Regions from separate parts of the Gossypium hirsutum genome. Here region 2 is linked to region 1. A link is a contact called in public Hi-C data. All regions are on one chromosome and are shown on one strand. Each heading gives the region's core, a stretch centred on a gene start, on an enhancer-like site or on the middle of the called end of the contact. The rest is flanking DNA. Distances are from core to core; before and after follow the strand shown.

Region 1 (7,461 bases), core at 3,192-5,691:
CAATTCCCATGCAAATTATGGGTATCATAACCAGGGGCAGCCTAGAATGGTACCTCCTAGACAAGATTATCCTGGTGCAGGTTACCCATATTCTCAGAATCCTCCATCACGTCATCCAAATTCCCAAGGCTACCATCACTACCAAATAAATAACGAAGAAGCTGCCAATAACATGCACTACCCTCCAAGACATTATCAGGATGGTCGGGCAAGGCACATTCCTATGGCACAAATGTCAACAGAGGCTGATCTGTATCCTTCTCATCCAGGTGGTTATGACAGCAGCCGTAGGTACCAGGCACCTGAAAACAGTAGTTATCAGCAGTGGGGTGGTAGAATGGCTCCGCAGGCCAACCAAAATGTTTCTGGAGGATATGGCTTATATCAACAAGGTGGAGTGAACCAGGGTGTTTATAGAGGCCGTGACCAGCAGCAACAAAGAGGTAACCAATCGTATCATCATCATCAGAGAGGAGACTATGAAGAAAGAGGAAGCCAGCCACATAGGGGCAGTCAACAGTATTATGGCAGCAACCAACAGCATGGGGGTAGCCAACAACAGAGAGGAAACCCATATTCTGCACTAGACAGGAGAGGTCATCGAAGGCCCCCCAACCACTAAAGCTCCTCTTAACTCATTTGATGTTTGAATTGTTGTATACTACTTGTTCGAGTGGCTAGGGGTTTCCTTGCGGGTAAAAGATAAGTCCTTCGTTGTTAGGCATTATGTCACGTGGGTTTATTTTCTTGATTTGTTTGCGTTAGTCTTATTGCATAATATGGTCGCTTCTCCCCCCTCTTTTCTGTCTTCTATTAGATTACATATTTTGAAGGTGGCCGTAAAGTAGTCTTGTTTTTTTTTTCTGATCACCTATCAACTTTTGAAGTGACGTTTTACCAATTAATGACTTAAAAAAAACAATAATGTCTTGTATATCAAGCATTATTTTTTCTGTTATAAGGAACTGTTGAACATGAACGTTGCAATCTAAATTGCTTTGATTGTTGGAAATGGTTGAACCTGATGCATGTGGTCACTTTTCATCTCGTTAGAGGGTAAAATTGTTATTTTTTTTAGTAAATTATGCGGCTTGATTTTTGTTATTCAAACATGTTGAGTAGTATAAAATGATCAAAATGGCTGGATATATGTTTTAAATAATTAAACCCGATTTAATGGGCAGAGATCCAAACCACATCATTTAAGAAAAGAAAGCAAGTAATGTTATTATCTTGTTAATGAAACTTAACAGGAAATGTTAATGAAACTTAACAGGAAATGTGGTAAAAGCTCATGATTGTTCCTTTTTGTGTTAATTAGTTTAAAGATGCAAGTACGAGGACACAATCATGTACGTATGTCTGTCTTAACCGAATCATTATCTAAACCCTCCCCTCTTAATGATTTCATCTCAACTCTCATCATCTCTCACTCTTTCCAATTTTTCTTTTTTCTCCCCCCCCCTACTTTTTCAGATAATTTGTTTTGCTTTCCCTACTGTTCGTTTCTTTGACTTGCTTTTTGGATTGGTCCATGTACGGAGGATAAAAACTATGAATTTTAGCTTGTTAGGACCACAAATTCCTTGCCTTTGGAATGCCTAAAAACATAGTACTTGTTCTGCATTAGACAAACTTACCTAATCAATGAATGATCATAGCTTTGTTAATAAGGCCGCCAAAGAACATGAATAAACATACTACCCATACCCGGCTCCAGCGCCTTCACTTTATTTCACCATTCTTTTTAGCTTTTAAAATTTTAATGGCGGATTTTGATATCAACACAGTGAAAGTGTATGAGTATATGGGCCCCACAAATGTTCAAGTCTTGGGTTAAAGACACTTTTTAAGGGTTCTTTTATGGGACAAATGAGGGTCACTGTTCATCATTCACCTTGCCTTTTAAAACTTTCCATGTACATTCATCCATGGATTTGCTTACTTCAGATCATTCATAGTAAACAAGCAATTACATATCCATATTTATTCACAGTTAAAATTAGAATAAACAAAACTACATAGGAGAACACAAGTGAAGTGAAGCGCACAGATACAAATGATTTGGGCACATGGATAAACACACCCTTTTCATAACCTCGAACTTTTTTTAATGTCTTCACAATGAATCACACACATGATAGCCCGAGGGTATCTGGAAAGTGGCAAAGCCAAAACCTCCTAGAGAGAGAGACTACAAATTCACACAATGTTGCCTCAGATGAAAGATCGATGAAGCAGTGAAACCCTACAATAAACACCATACCCTTCTAGCCAGTTCTTTCTCTGATCTGCAATGAAACTCTTTCACATTTTCCGCAAGTTCCTTATGCGGCTCTTATTTTCTTCCCTTCCTTGTGGTGGACCTTCTAGCACCTCAAATATGGCTGCCAAGCAAAATAACTGCTGCGACAGGTTCGATCCACCCAAGACTTCATGCAGCTCTTATTACTCTTCTCACTCCCATTACACTGAGGCCATTGCTGACTGCATTGAGTTCTTCAACAAGTCATCGCAAGAAGGGATTTATGATGGTCGAAAGTCTGATGTTTTGGTTTAATCATCATATTTTTAATTTTGGCTGCTGCTGCTGCTGCTGATCTTCTTCGTTATATTTTCCTTGTTTTTTTCGTTTGGAAGTTTATTTTATTAATGCATAGCAGCTTTTTGGAATGAATATATATTCGATTAGTCTCTTCCTTCGTGGGTTACGAATCTACCATAGAAAGAGACATTGGGAAACTTGGAATGTTACTTTGTTCTTCTTTTGTACACTTCAGATGAGGTATGTTTTTGTTGGTTTTGATTTCTTTCAGGTTTCTCGACGCTTCTGATGCTTCAATGGTTCGAAGTTCGAACTTTAAGCCACCTGAATATAATGAATCAATTAAGCTAAGTTTTGGATTATTCTTTAAGGTAGAAAATGAAGTGATTTATGTGATCTTTTCTTATATAACTCTCTCATAAAACATCTACACCCTTCTTATACATTAAACTTGCTAGGCGTGTACATACAAGAGAAATATGAAACCTTACAAAAAGTAAAATCTTATAAGGTATTATTTATGTTGGCACTATGAACTTATTGACTCCCTTTTCTCTTGGAAAATAACCCTCCAATCAGAGGGATCAATGGCTTCTTCTTCTTCTTGCGCAATGAAGGGTGCCTCTCAAGTTTCTCCACACCTTGTGGACCAACAACTTGAGTCAAACAAGGTTGATTTGAAAAGGTCACGTATCTCTTCTGCTGAAACTCGGTGGTACCTTCTTCGTTAAACCTGCGTGTTTCATTGACTTCATATCTTGCGGAGCCTGGAACAATCTTGACATCTTCCATCTCGAACTCCATCATCAGTTTCTCGGTTTCTCGTTCCTTCATTTGCTGCAGTTCGGTCTTTGTTCTTTCGAGCTCTTCTTTAAGAGCACACAGGCAATTCGCCATCATCAAACTCTCTTCTCTGGCCTTTTCAAGGTTGTATTTTGTCTCTTCCAGTTCAGCTGTAACAGTTCCAAGCCTTGAACAACCATTTTCACTGCCTTCACGCCCATGCATCTGTCGTAAATGAACTTGGTAAACTAACATTTCCTGATTATTAATTCAGTTGATGAATTTAGAAGACTATATATGGATATTTTCAGGGAAGTACTGTAACAGATATGCTTGCTTGCTTGATAGATAAACCTCCATGTTTAAACTTTTAATGGAGATATCTTCATCAAGAGTAAGAGAATGATTCCTTAAAAAAAGCTAAAGTAAGCCCCCTGATAATTATTATATTTATCTTCTCTCTACTATTACACCGATAACACTTGCACTCAGCGACAAGCAAGCATCAGATAAAGAAATTACCTGGAGTTTAAACACCACAGTAAAGCTTTTTGATCAAGAAATATTTCATAATACACTAACATACATATTTTTAATATGAAGAAGGGCAAAACACAATAGTATTCAGGGATTTGGGAACCATTAATAAATCAAAGTAGTGAACTGAAGCATGGGCAAATGAGAAGGAGGTTACCTCCTCCTCCTTGAGCTTGATGGGATAAAGCTGGCCAGACAAAACTTTATGACCGAACAAGGCAACGGCTTCTTTGACAGACCTGAATGGTGCCCTGGTATCGATTTCTGCCCTATTCATCATCACAACTCCCCCTTCACGGTCCATGCTGCTGAACTAGTTTTGGCAGACAAAGGAAGATGGAAAGTTAGGGAAGCAGTGAAGGGTGTTGTTAGTTAAATATTTAGAGAGAGGAGAGCAAAAGCAATTATAATAATATTGGTGGGAAGGGAAGGGAAGGGGGAGGTTCGTTGCTTCGCGTCCACTTCACTGGAATATCTGTTCATATGGGCTTCGCTTCGCCTGTTTCATGGCGGAAGAGAGGGACTCTTTAACTATCTTATACCCAACGGATCAACGGACCCCCCACTCTCTACTATTTCAGTTTCAGGGCCCTCCCCTACTTTGCTTTCTTAGCAGCCAATGCCTAATTGTGCAATACAAATATCAATTATTGCAATACAAAAATACATTCTCTTCCTTTTATTTAAAATAATTTAATTCCCTTCTTTAACAAAAAAAAATTAGTTTTCTTAATTTTTGGATTTGAAAATTCGACTTCAATTATTAATATAGTTAACATTCTTTTAATAAATTTCGGTTCATTACAATATAATTTTTCGCTACACCTCTAACAAGCGAGTTTTAGAATTGAAGGATATTTTAACCTCTTTTTTTATTATTATACAATATCTAGAACTATTCATAGTTCATTCTCAATCCTTAAATAAAAAGATAAACACGTTTTAATGCACTCGAAACTCACGTCCTCCTATACTAACAACAATGTTGATATCAACCGAGCTAAAACTCATTTGGCTTAATCTTTCTAATTTTGTTAAATTTAGACTCATGTTGTTTTCACATTTATAGTAACATTGGAGAGGTGTTGCATGATTATAAAAAAGGCTTAACCTACAAATTTGTACTTAAATTATACATTTTTTTCTCATCTTTGTATCTAACTTGTTTTTTTAGTCATGAGTGATACCTAATTCCAAATTAGTACATTCGTTAGTCAAACTGTTAAGTCTATTTTGAAAGAGGCTTAACCTACAAATTGGTACCTAAAGTATGTCCTTTTTTTTTCTTCTCATTTTTGTACCTAAATATTTTTCAGGTCACAAGTGGTACCTAAACTTTTTTTTTCTAAGTTGGTGCCTCTGTTAGTCCAAACGTTAGTTAAGCTATTAATTCTATTTAAAAAACAACCAATTAAAATTTGACATGTGATAAAAAAATACACAAAAGTATTATTTCTCTTATATATATATATTCTTTTTTCTTTTCTTTCTTTAGAACTAGATTAAAGGTTAAGCCAGTCATGTAACCAGTTCCTGATTTAATCAATTCATTTGATTCAATCAAATAAATTATTAAAATTCATAAAAATAAAAATATTTAAGAAAATAGAGAAATTCAGTTCAACTGATTTTTTTAGCTTGGTTCAATTGGTATGTATCAATTTACAAGTCAGTCGGTTCAACCCTTATCTCTGGCCCAACACCCCTATTGGTTCCTAGTCTAGTTTTGAAAACATTGATTTTGATCGATGAAATAACTTTTTTAGTTTTTGAAATTTTCTAATTAAATGTATTACACTAAATGTGATTTATTTATTTTTCTAATTAAATCAAGTGTTTATGATGGGCTAAGCGTTTCAGTTTAGAACCCAAGTGAGAGCCCAAAAAGCGAAAAGGTATTAGTACTCCAGGTGCGTACGTTAGTATTACCCCCTATCCTTTTGGTTTGTAATACACTAAAAATCAGACCGTTGAAGTCCCTTTTCAAATTGCAACATTTGAATTTTCTCTCAATCATTTTCTTTTTCTTCATCTTCTGGTAATTCTGCTATCAAGAAGGCCACAATGGGGGCGAAAACGCGGTCTCAAGGCTCGTCAGAGCGTCAAAAGTGGGACAAAATCTTTGAGGGTTTAGTTAAGATGCTTAAAACCCAGCAACAACAGCTTGAAACTCTCAGTAAAGAAAGAAAGATTCTCGAAGATCGGATCAAGATGCAATATGAACGTTGGGTCTCTGATGTTCGCCTCTACGAAGATCACATTTCTCAGGTATGACTTCTAAATCTAGGGTTTTGACCCCTTTTTTTTTTGTAAATTCAGGGTTTTTTTTGCTCCCCTATTCGGAGGGTTCATATTGGAGATCTTGGTTATATTTTGGTGTTTAGATGAAAAGTGGTTTGGAATCGGAAGAGATGGCACGTGTGCTTGAGGCTACAAAAGCCGATATGATGGTAGGATTGAAGCACAGAGAAGCTTATCTTTGCAAAATGAAATTAGGTACCTGTTCTCTTTCGTCTTAATATTTTGGTCAAATTCACTAGGGAAGAAACAAACTTGTGATGTAATGGTGGTTGTTCAATTTGGTTTCGAATTCTTTTATGTTGAATTAGATTCATGTTTTGATTTTATGCTCTTTTTTTTTTGGTAATTTAGTTATGGTCTGATGTTTGTAGATTTTTTTTTTAAATTGGCTTTTTACAGAGGAAGCGGAGGATGAACTGACTGATTTCAGAATCTGGTTTGATATCCTCGGTAAAAATTCAAAAGTATGTTCCTACGGCTTTTCTTCTTTGCATAATCATATCCATTGTACAGTTTCTAATCTTTTTAATAATTTTCAGGATATTTCTCAAAGGGACTCCATAGAAACCAAAAAAGGGACGTCGGCACGCAAGCGTAGTGGCTCCAAGTCTGTTACTTTGGAGGCGTTGGAAGACGATATACGAAGGCTGCAGCTTCAATACAAAAATCTTGTTTCGGAAAAGAGTTGTCAAGTCACTGCACTTGTGGCAGAGAATAAATTTGCATGGAATCAGTTTAATGCTCTGGAAAGTCGGTACACTGATAATTTAAACACCAAGCAGTCTGAACTAGACAAGGCTAACAAGAGAATTGAGGCACTTATGTCCGATATGGAGGAGCTCAGGTCATCCATTGCTGAAAAGGATGAAATAATCGAGAGATTAAAAGCGGAACTGTCTCGGAAAAAGGCTGATGCAAGTAGATTCCAACAAGTTTCTAAAACTTCTGGGGATGTAGAATCGTTAAGGAAGTCGAGAAGTGCTTCTTGTACACCTGTAATAAAACGTTGCGCAGCAGGCGGAAGAACTTATGTCATGGGCGGTAAGAACAGTGGCAGGGATCCATGTAACATTACTGTGAAGAAAGAAAATTCTGCTCCTCATGTTCCTGATATTCAGAAGGAGAATGAAAAGGTACTTCTTTATGTTAGTTTGCAGGCAGAACATATTCTGTTAATAGCATGAAAGATTCATTGTCTAATCAAATGTTAATTTCTTATTGTCGTTCAGGGAAGTAGAAGCTCGAAGAGAAAAAAAGAAGATGCTAAACCCATATCTGAAACTCCAAAATTGTTC
Region 2 (7,461 bases), core at 3,310-5,809, 140 kb before region 1:
GTGTATGGCGCTTAAGAGCGCATTTGGAGGCACTACAAAAGATAGCTTTATCGAATTTGGGGAGTTGAAGGAAGTATGTGAAGATGTGATTATCCTAATCAAATCTTCAAGGTGGAGATTGTTGAAAAGTCAAAAATGGTGGGAGGTGCAATTGGCACCGAAAGAAAAAAAATAGTTGGCAAGTTGTTTAAAGTTGAAAGGGATAATTGCAATTTTGGTCCCTAATTTTTTAGGCCATTTGCAAGTTAGTCCCTGAACTTCAACTATAAATAGGCCTAACCATTTCTCATTTCAACCATCCCAACCAATCTTTCTCTCTTAGTTTTCTCTCTTCTCCCATTTGAGAATTCTTAAGGAATTCTATTTGTTTGTAATATTTTGGAGATAGTGAAGTTATCATCTGGTGTTAGTGCCCGAGGACGTAGGTATAATTTACCGAACCTCGTTAAAACTCTTGTGTTCTTTCTTGTCCTATTTTTCTTTCAATATTTGAGGGTATAATAGTAGTATTTAATTGTGCTATTAAATTACTATAGAAGGGATATTCTGTCTAAGGAAAGACTTGGTATTTAAGAGATCCATGTGATCCACCTCTCTTCCCTGGGAATTGAACTTTGTGTGATTTTTTAGTACAATAATTTACACGCTTCCGACCCTATTGGAACAACAATTTCTATTGCGAAAAGTAATCACATTCGATTACTAAATCATTAGAATCAATTGATGCCTAATCTAGAGTTCATAGGCATTCCTATAGTATCCACAAAAGCAGGGGTGGTGTGAATCAAACTTAAGAAAACAATATAAGGCGTCCATTGCATGATTTTTATATAGCAAACGAAATGATGTGAAGAGGAGAGCGCAGGTGGTTTGTAATGATAAGCCCCATAAACGCCGCTCAACCAAATCATTACTACTACAACCTTATAAATTATAAGCACTTTGATGGAGTAAACAAATCATTTCCTCATGCCTTTTTATTATTACACCTTTTAATCACCAAATCATCACTACCCACTTGCCATCTTTACATCACTCCTAATATTCTCATCCTTTTCACTATAAAATTTCAATCCATATTATATATTATCAAAGCAACAATCGCCTGCTTGTGACACCATAACCTTTTCTTCTTTTCATTGCTTTTATATCCTCTTAGTTCTTTATACAGATTAATAGCTCTATTAGTACTTGATTTTTTAACTAGAATTTCATCATTATACAGTAAAATAAATTTGATCATTATGCTTGGTTTCATACTTAATTTTTTAACTAGAATTTAAATTATTTTTTCTTTTAATGAAAATAAAAGTATTTAAATGAGATATTAAGATATTCGTTATATATAATTAGACCTATCAACCACACGAGTTAAGTTAACTTTGAGTCAAGTTAATCTAGATCGATTCAATTTAAGTTTAAAAAATTTTCTCAACATTTTAAGTTCAAATAATGTTTACTCAAGCTTACAAGTTGGGTTTTTTTTAGGATGGGACATTTCAAGTTTGGATAATTTTGAGCTTTATCATTTAGGTTTGACACACAAATTTAAGTTATTTCAAGTTAAAATTAATTTGAATTTCAATGTTTTTTGCTCAAGATTTTCGAATTGGAATTAAACGGATCCAAGCCTTTTTAACTTTTTATGAGCAAATCAAGTTATATCAATCTAATTAATGGATAAGTACACGTGAATTGCCATGTGAGTTACCATGTTCAAAATTTTAATGTGGAATTAAGGTACATGTGGAATTAAGCGGATCCAAGCCTTTAACTTTTTGAATTAGTTGAATTCCATCTATTAATAACCCAAGGATTTGAAAAATTATAAAATTATTCAAAAAAATAAAAATTCAAGAAAATTAACATAAGGTATACGTGGATTTCCATGTGAGCTATCATGCTCAAAATCTTAATGTTTTAGTCAATATTTTCGTTAAAAAATAATACGAAATTTGACTCTTTTTAAATTGTTGATGACCAAATTCAGCTCAAAAAAATAAGGGACAAATTGATAAGGATGTAAGTGTAAAGAATTAAATTTATCGTTATGCCTGAATTAAATTGCAAATAATTTTATATTCTAATACAATCATATGTTAAACATAACATAATTAATAAATGTACTTTTTTGAAGTTACAAGTAGTCACATTGCAATTACAAATAGTAGATCCGAATAACTATAATTAGAATTAATCATTATAAATGACAATCAATCTGATAACCTAAGCATATCGATATCAAAATAAATCTATATAAGATCTAAATACCGTAAGACATGACTAATAACCCACACATAATTTACACGAGACTTAAATACGAGATAAGTTCTTAACCTTAAAATTGTCTATTAAACTAAGAACTCATTTGTTGCAAGTTTATTATTTTTAAAAAATATTATAAACAATAATTATATTTTAATTTTGTCTTCTCTTTTAATTTTTGTAACTATTTAAAATTTATAATTATATATATTAACTTTAACAATGATAATATATAACTAAATTAAATATACATTTAAAATACTTAATTCTAATGGAAATTAAATATAACTTTTTTTATAAAATCAAATTATCATAATTGAAATAAGAAAATGAATAAACAAAATATATAATTGCGATTTTTTTTTTCTCCTAGCATTCAATTGTGTTAAGGCTTGAGAGTGCATTAATTTGGGTTGCATCTAGTGAGACACAGTATTAAAACAATTAGAGCAAAACCAACTGACCTGATCTAACCCCTCGTGAGCACAACAGTCCGGTTAAATGATTCTCTCCTTTTGGCCCAATTTAAACGGCGTCGTTTCTGTCAGTCCTCCTGTCTCCGCTTAACCGCGCTCCCCCTCTGAATCTCTGCCATCCTTTCATTTCCAAAAACTCTTTCAGTTTTTTTGTACTTTCCATTTCTTCTCTATGGAAATAACGGCTACTATTATTCTTCTCTCCCTTACCTTCTTCATCTCCAACGTCGTCGTACCATCTTCTTACGCTCAACAACACAGTGCCGTTACTCTAGCGGAGATCCATGCGCTTAAAAGTACAATAAAAATATATGATACAATCAGTTAAATCAGAAATTCCCATTAACCAGTAGCCAGATATAAGATACAATCTACAACTCAACAGCCAATATGTATACGATAAAAAGTTGGAAGAAAAGAATGTTTTATTGACCAAAAAGAATGTTACAGAACAAAGGAATCTCGTGATTATGTATTATACAAAAAAGTGTGGGTGAAGAAATTACAATACTTTATTCTAAGCTGATTCCAAGCCTTAAGGCAAGGGTTGAGTATCAGGGTTAGGTGAGAGAAATCTCCTACATGCACAGATGACACGGCCGAATGGAATCCCTCTGTGTTTTCAAGGAACACGAAATGTCCACCCTGTATATGACAGAAATGCAGCCAAGATAAGGAGTCTGACAGGAAGATATAGCCATTTGGGTTCTAACTTACTCCATTTAAGGTTCCAATATAAAAGCTTTACATGGAAAAATGCACAATGTCTGTTGACTTCTTATGTATGGCAGAAGTGAACAAACCTTAGTAGTGTCTTGGGCTCCTTGATAGTTCACCCAATCTTCAGTCCCGTATATAAATGTTGTTGGCACTTTCCATTCAGATGCATTATTCAGAGAAAAAAAAGATAGAAAAAAGAAATGAAACTTAGTAGTGTCTTCTAAAAACCTGAACTCATCTCTTGTTGCTAGATACAAGCTAGTCGTTCATATTATATGGCTCTTAAATTAGTCAGCATCAAATTTTGAAAAGTGTGTTCCCCTAGTTTTGATTAGATGCCATGCACTTATGAATGAACCGCTTATATCATAATCCTCTGCTAGCAATGAAGGTATGCCTATTCACTGGCATTTTACACCAGAGTGAAGCTTTGAGAACATTACAAGGGCATTATTCTCTTTTTATTTTATTTTATTTTTTTCTCATATAATTGATGCATAGATGAATTCATGGTTGTTAACGATACCTGCTTCTTTATTGCGGATCTACAGAAATGTACCAAGAGCAACAAGAGAGAACCAACCTCTTTACCTTCCCCCATTTGAGATTTTCCTTCATTCTTTCTTTTTTTTTTTAAAAAAAAAATTATTTCGCACCCAAACTCCAACGATGTCATTTGTGATCATTATATTGTTCTATTTTTTATTGCATTATATGTTAAAAGTTCTTTTTTTTAGCCAAACTATTCCATCTATGCTATATGCGAGTTATGTTTAAATATATAAACATAAAATGTAGTATTAGTTTTGACTCGACGGCACCGTTTAAGGAGCTTTACCTTGTACGGAAAGAAGAAGGTCGTTCCCACCAAAAAGTAAAACATATAACCTGTAAAAGACACGTGAAGATAATGAAGGGAATGGTAAAAATAGTCGTTAAGTATATAATTGAAACCCTAAACTATAAAATTTTAAATTATTTTTTTAAATAATAAAGATATAATCTATTAAAATAATAAAATTATTTTTTTTAATATCATAAAAATTATAATTTAATTAAAAAATTTTCTAGTTTCCATCGTGGCCCACTCTTCTTAATGTCACTTTCTCTTTGTGAATGAAATAAATTACTACTGCGTGCAAAATAATAGATATGACACGAAAAGTTGTATGGTTTCGAGTTTCCGGGTCCCACCGTATCAGCCTCAACTTTTTAATTTCTGCCAAAGGAAAATAGTTACAGATAAAATAACGGAAATAACAACAGAGTACAGTGGCCTTACGTGTCTCGTGACTTCGGACAAGGTTCAACACTCCTAAACCCCCCACATTCAATCCCATCATGATACTGAACCAACTCCAAACAGTTTTCCAGTTTTCCTTCGCCCATTTTTGTTGAATAAAAATTAAATACAATAAAAATATATGATACAATCAGTTAAATCAGAAATTCCCATTAACCAGTAGCCAGATATAAGATACAATCTACAACTCAACAGCCAATATGTATACGATAAAAACTCTTTCAGTTTTTTTGTACTTTCCATTTCTTCTCTATGGAAATAACGGCTACTATTATTCTTCTATCCCTTACCTTCTTCATCTCCAACGTCGTCGTACCATCTTCTTACGCTCAACAACACAGTGCCGTTACTCTAGCGGAGATCCGTGCGCTTACGTCCTTTAAACGCAGTGTTTTCCAAGACCCACTTGGTGCTCTCGACGGCTGGGATGCGCTCACGCCATCAGCTCCCTGCGACTGGCGTGGCATTGTTTGTTACAACAACCGAGTCCGCGAGCTCAATTTGCCTCGCCTCCAACTCGGTGGCCAACTCAGTGATCAATTATCCAACTTACGTGAGCTCCGCAAATTAAACCTCCATTCTAACAACTTCAACGGCGCCATCCCTAACGCTCTTGCCCAATGCGCTCTCTTACGCGCTGTTTACTTGCACTACAACTCACTCTCCGGCAACCTCCCGCCTTCCATTTTTAACCTCACCAATTTACAAGTCCTCAATGTAGCTCATAATTATCTAACCGGAAAAATCGCCTCCGATTTCCATTGGTCCCTCCGGTACCTCGATTTATCCTCAAACGATTTCTCCGGGGAACTACCGTCGAATTTCTCGGCACAGTCTCAGCTCCAACTTATCAACTTCTCATACAACTGGTTTTCCGGTGGCATTCCGGCGAGTATAGGCAAGCTCCAAGAACTACAGTACCTTTGGCTTGACTCGAACCAGTTGTATGGTACATTACCGTCGGCTATAGCGAACTGCTCTTCGCTGGTACATTTAAGCGCAGAAGATAATAAGCTTAAAGGACTTGTTCCGGGAAGTATCGGTGCGGTTCCGAATCTTCAAGTGCTAGCATTATCGCATAACAGACTTTCCGGTGCTGTTCCCGAAAGCATTTTCTGTAAATCGTCGGGGAATTTTACGCCGTCGTTGAGGATCCTGCAGTTTGCATTTAATGAATTCACGGAATTCGTTAAGCCGCAAAATAACCAAAGTTGCGTTGCAGTTTTGGAGGTTTTGGACCTTCACGAGAATAAAATCCACGGTGTTTTTCCCTCTTGGTTGACCACTTTGACCACGTTGAGAATATTGGATATTTCTAGAAACTTCTTCACTGGTTTATTACCAGTTGAAATAGGCAACCTTTTTAAGTTAGAAGATCTTAGAGTGGCGAACAACTCGTTGACCGGTTCGGTTCCCACTCAGCTCCTACAGTGTGGCTCGTTAAAGGTCGTCGATTTTGAAGGAAACCGATTTTCCGGGCAAATGCCGATTTTTTTCAGTCAAATGAAGAGCTTGAAAAGTCTATCGTTGGGGAGAAATCTATTTTCTGGGTCAATCCCGTACGGGTTTGGGAACATTTCGGGGCTTGAAACGTTGAATTTGAGCGGAAATAATTTCACCGGAAAGGTCCCCGAAGATATAATGCGGTTGAGTAATTTAACTACTTTAAACCTCAGCAATAACAAATTTTCTGGAGAAATTCCTGTTGGTTTGGGGGATTTATTGAGTTTGGTGGTTTTAAATTTAAGTTCCTGTGGATTTACCGGTGCGATTCCAGGGAGTATTAGGAATATGATGAAATTAGCTTCTCTTGATTTTAGCAAGCAGCAGATTTCTGGAGAGCTGCCAATTGAGCTTTTCGGGTTACCAAGTTTGCAGGTTGTTGCTTTTCAAGAAAACAGGTTGTCTGGTGATGTTCCTGAAGGTTTCACCAACTTGGTTGATTTGCAGTACTTGAATCTCAGTTCTAATGGATTCACTGGTCGGATTCCGAGTAGCTATGGTTTATTGCAGTCATTGGTTGTGCTTTCGGTCAGCTTTAATCGAGTTTCAGGTATGGTTCCCTTGGAGCTTGATACTTGTTCTGATCTTGAAGTACTTCAGCTTCGTTCGAATCGTTTGAGTGGCAATATCCCAGGTGATCTCTCTCGATTATCTCATTTGAAAGAGCTTGATTTGGGTTTGAATCATTTAGATGGTGAAATCCCAGATGAAATCTCCAGATTTTCATCTATTACTACTCTTTTCCTGGATGGAAATCACCTGTCAGGGAACATACCAGAATTATTGTCAAAACTATCCAATCTAACATCTTTGAATCTTTCATCAAATAACTTGAGTGGATCCATCCCATCAAGCCTTTCAAACATGATTAGCTTGAAGCACCTGAATTTGTCAAGAAACTGTCTTGAAGGTGAGATCCCGAGTGCACTCGGTTCTCGTTTCGATGATCCTTCCGTGTTTTCGATGAACAGAGAACTATGTGGTAAGCCATTGAAGAAAGAATGTGCAAATGTGAGAAACAGAAAACGTAGGAAGCTGATTCTATTAATTGTTATAGCTGCTGGTGGAGCTTTCTTTGTTGCAGTGTTCTGTTGTGGATATATTTACGGCCTTTTACGCTGGCGCAAGAGGCTCAGAGAATGGGGAAATGGGGAGAAGAAAAGAAGTCCAGCCAGTGCGAGTTCGGTAGCAGAT

Evidence for each region. A called contact is a pair of places that touch in the nucleus more often than the background predicts.
Region 2: a Hi-C map of leaf shows a contact between it and region 1, with 1.6 times the contacts expected there. The contact joins the promoter of LOC107902574 here to the promoter of LOC107943425 in region 1. A contact is called at or near these places in 3 of 34 Hi-C or Micro-C datasets (hypocotyl, leaf and petal).

Annotation. Positions count from the first base shown.
Region 1 is chrD05:24,961,732-24,969,192 of Gossypium_hirsutum_v2.1, reverse strand. It overlaps LOC107943425 (WEB family protein At1g75720), which reads right to left and starts at 4,441. Exons shown (of 2, transcript XM_016877178.2): 1 at 4,023-4,441; 2 at 2,933-3,586. The coding sequence starts at 4,169. The coding sequence ends at 3,083. It overlaps LOC121217883, which reads left to right and starts at 5,789. Exons shown (of 5, transcript XM_041094438.1): 1 at 5,789-6,133; 2 at 6,250-6,361; 3 at 6,566-6,630; 4 at 6,706-7,299; 5 at 7,396-7,461. The coding sequence starts at 5,930. LOC107943427 (5'-3' exoribonuclease 3) reads left to right here. Exons shown (of 23, transcript XM_016877182.2): 23 at 1-958. The coding sequence ends at 622.
Region 2 is chrD05:25,100,119-25,107,579 of Gossypium_hirsutum_v2.1, reverse strand. LOC107902574 (probable LRR receptor-like serine/threonine-protein kinase At4g36180) reads left to right here and starts at 4,559. Exons shown (of 1, transcript XM_016828732.2): 1 at 4,559-7,461. The coding sequence starts at 5,017. LOC107957588 (a long non-coding RNA gene) reads right to left here and starts at 4,034. Exons shown (of 2, transcript XR_005914088.1): 1 at 3,545-4,034; 2 at 3,149-3,386.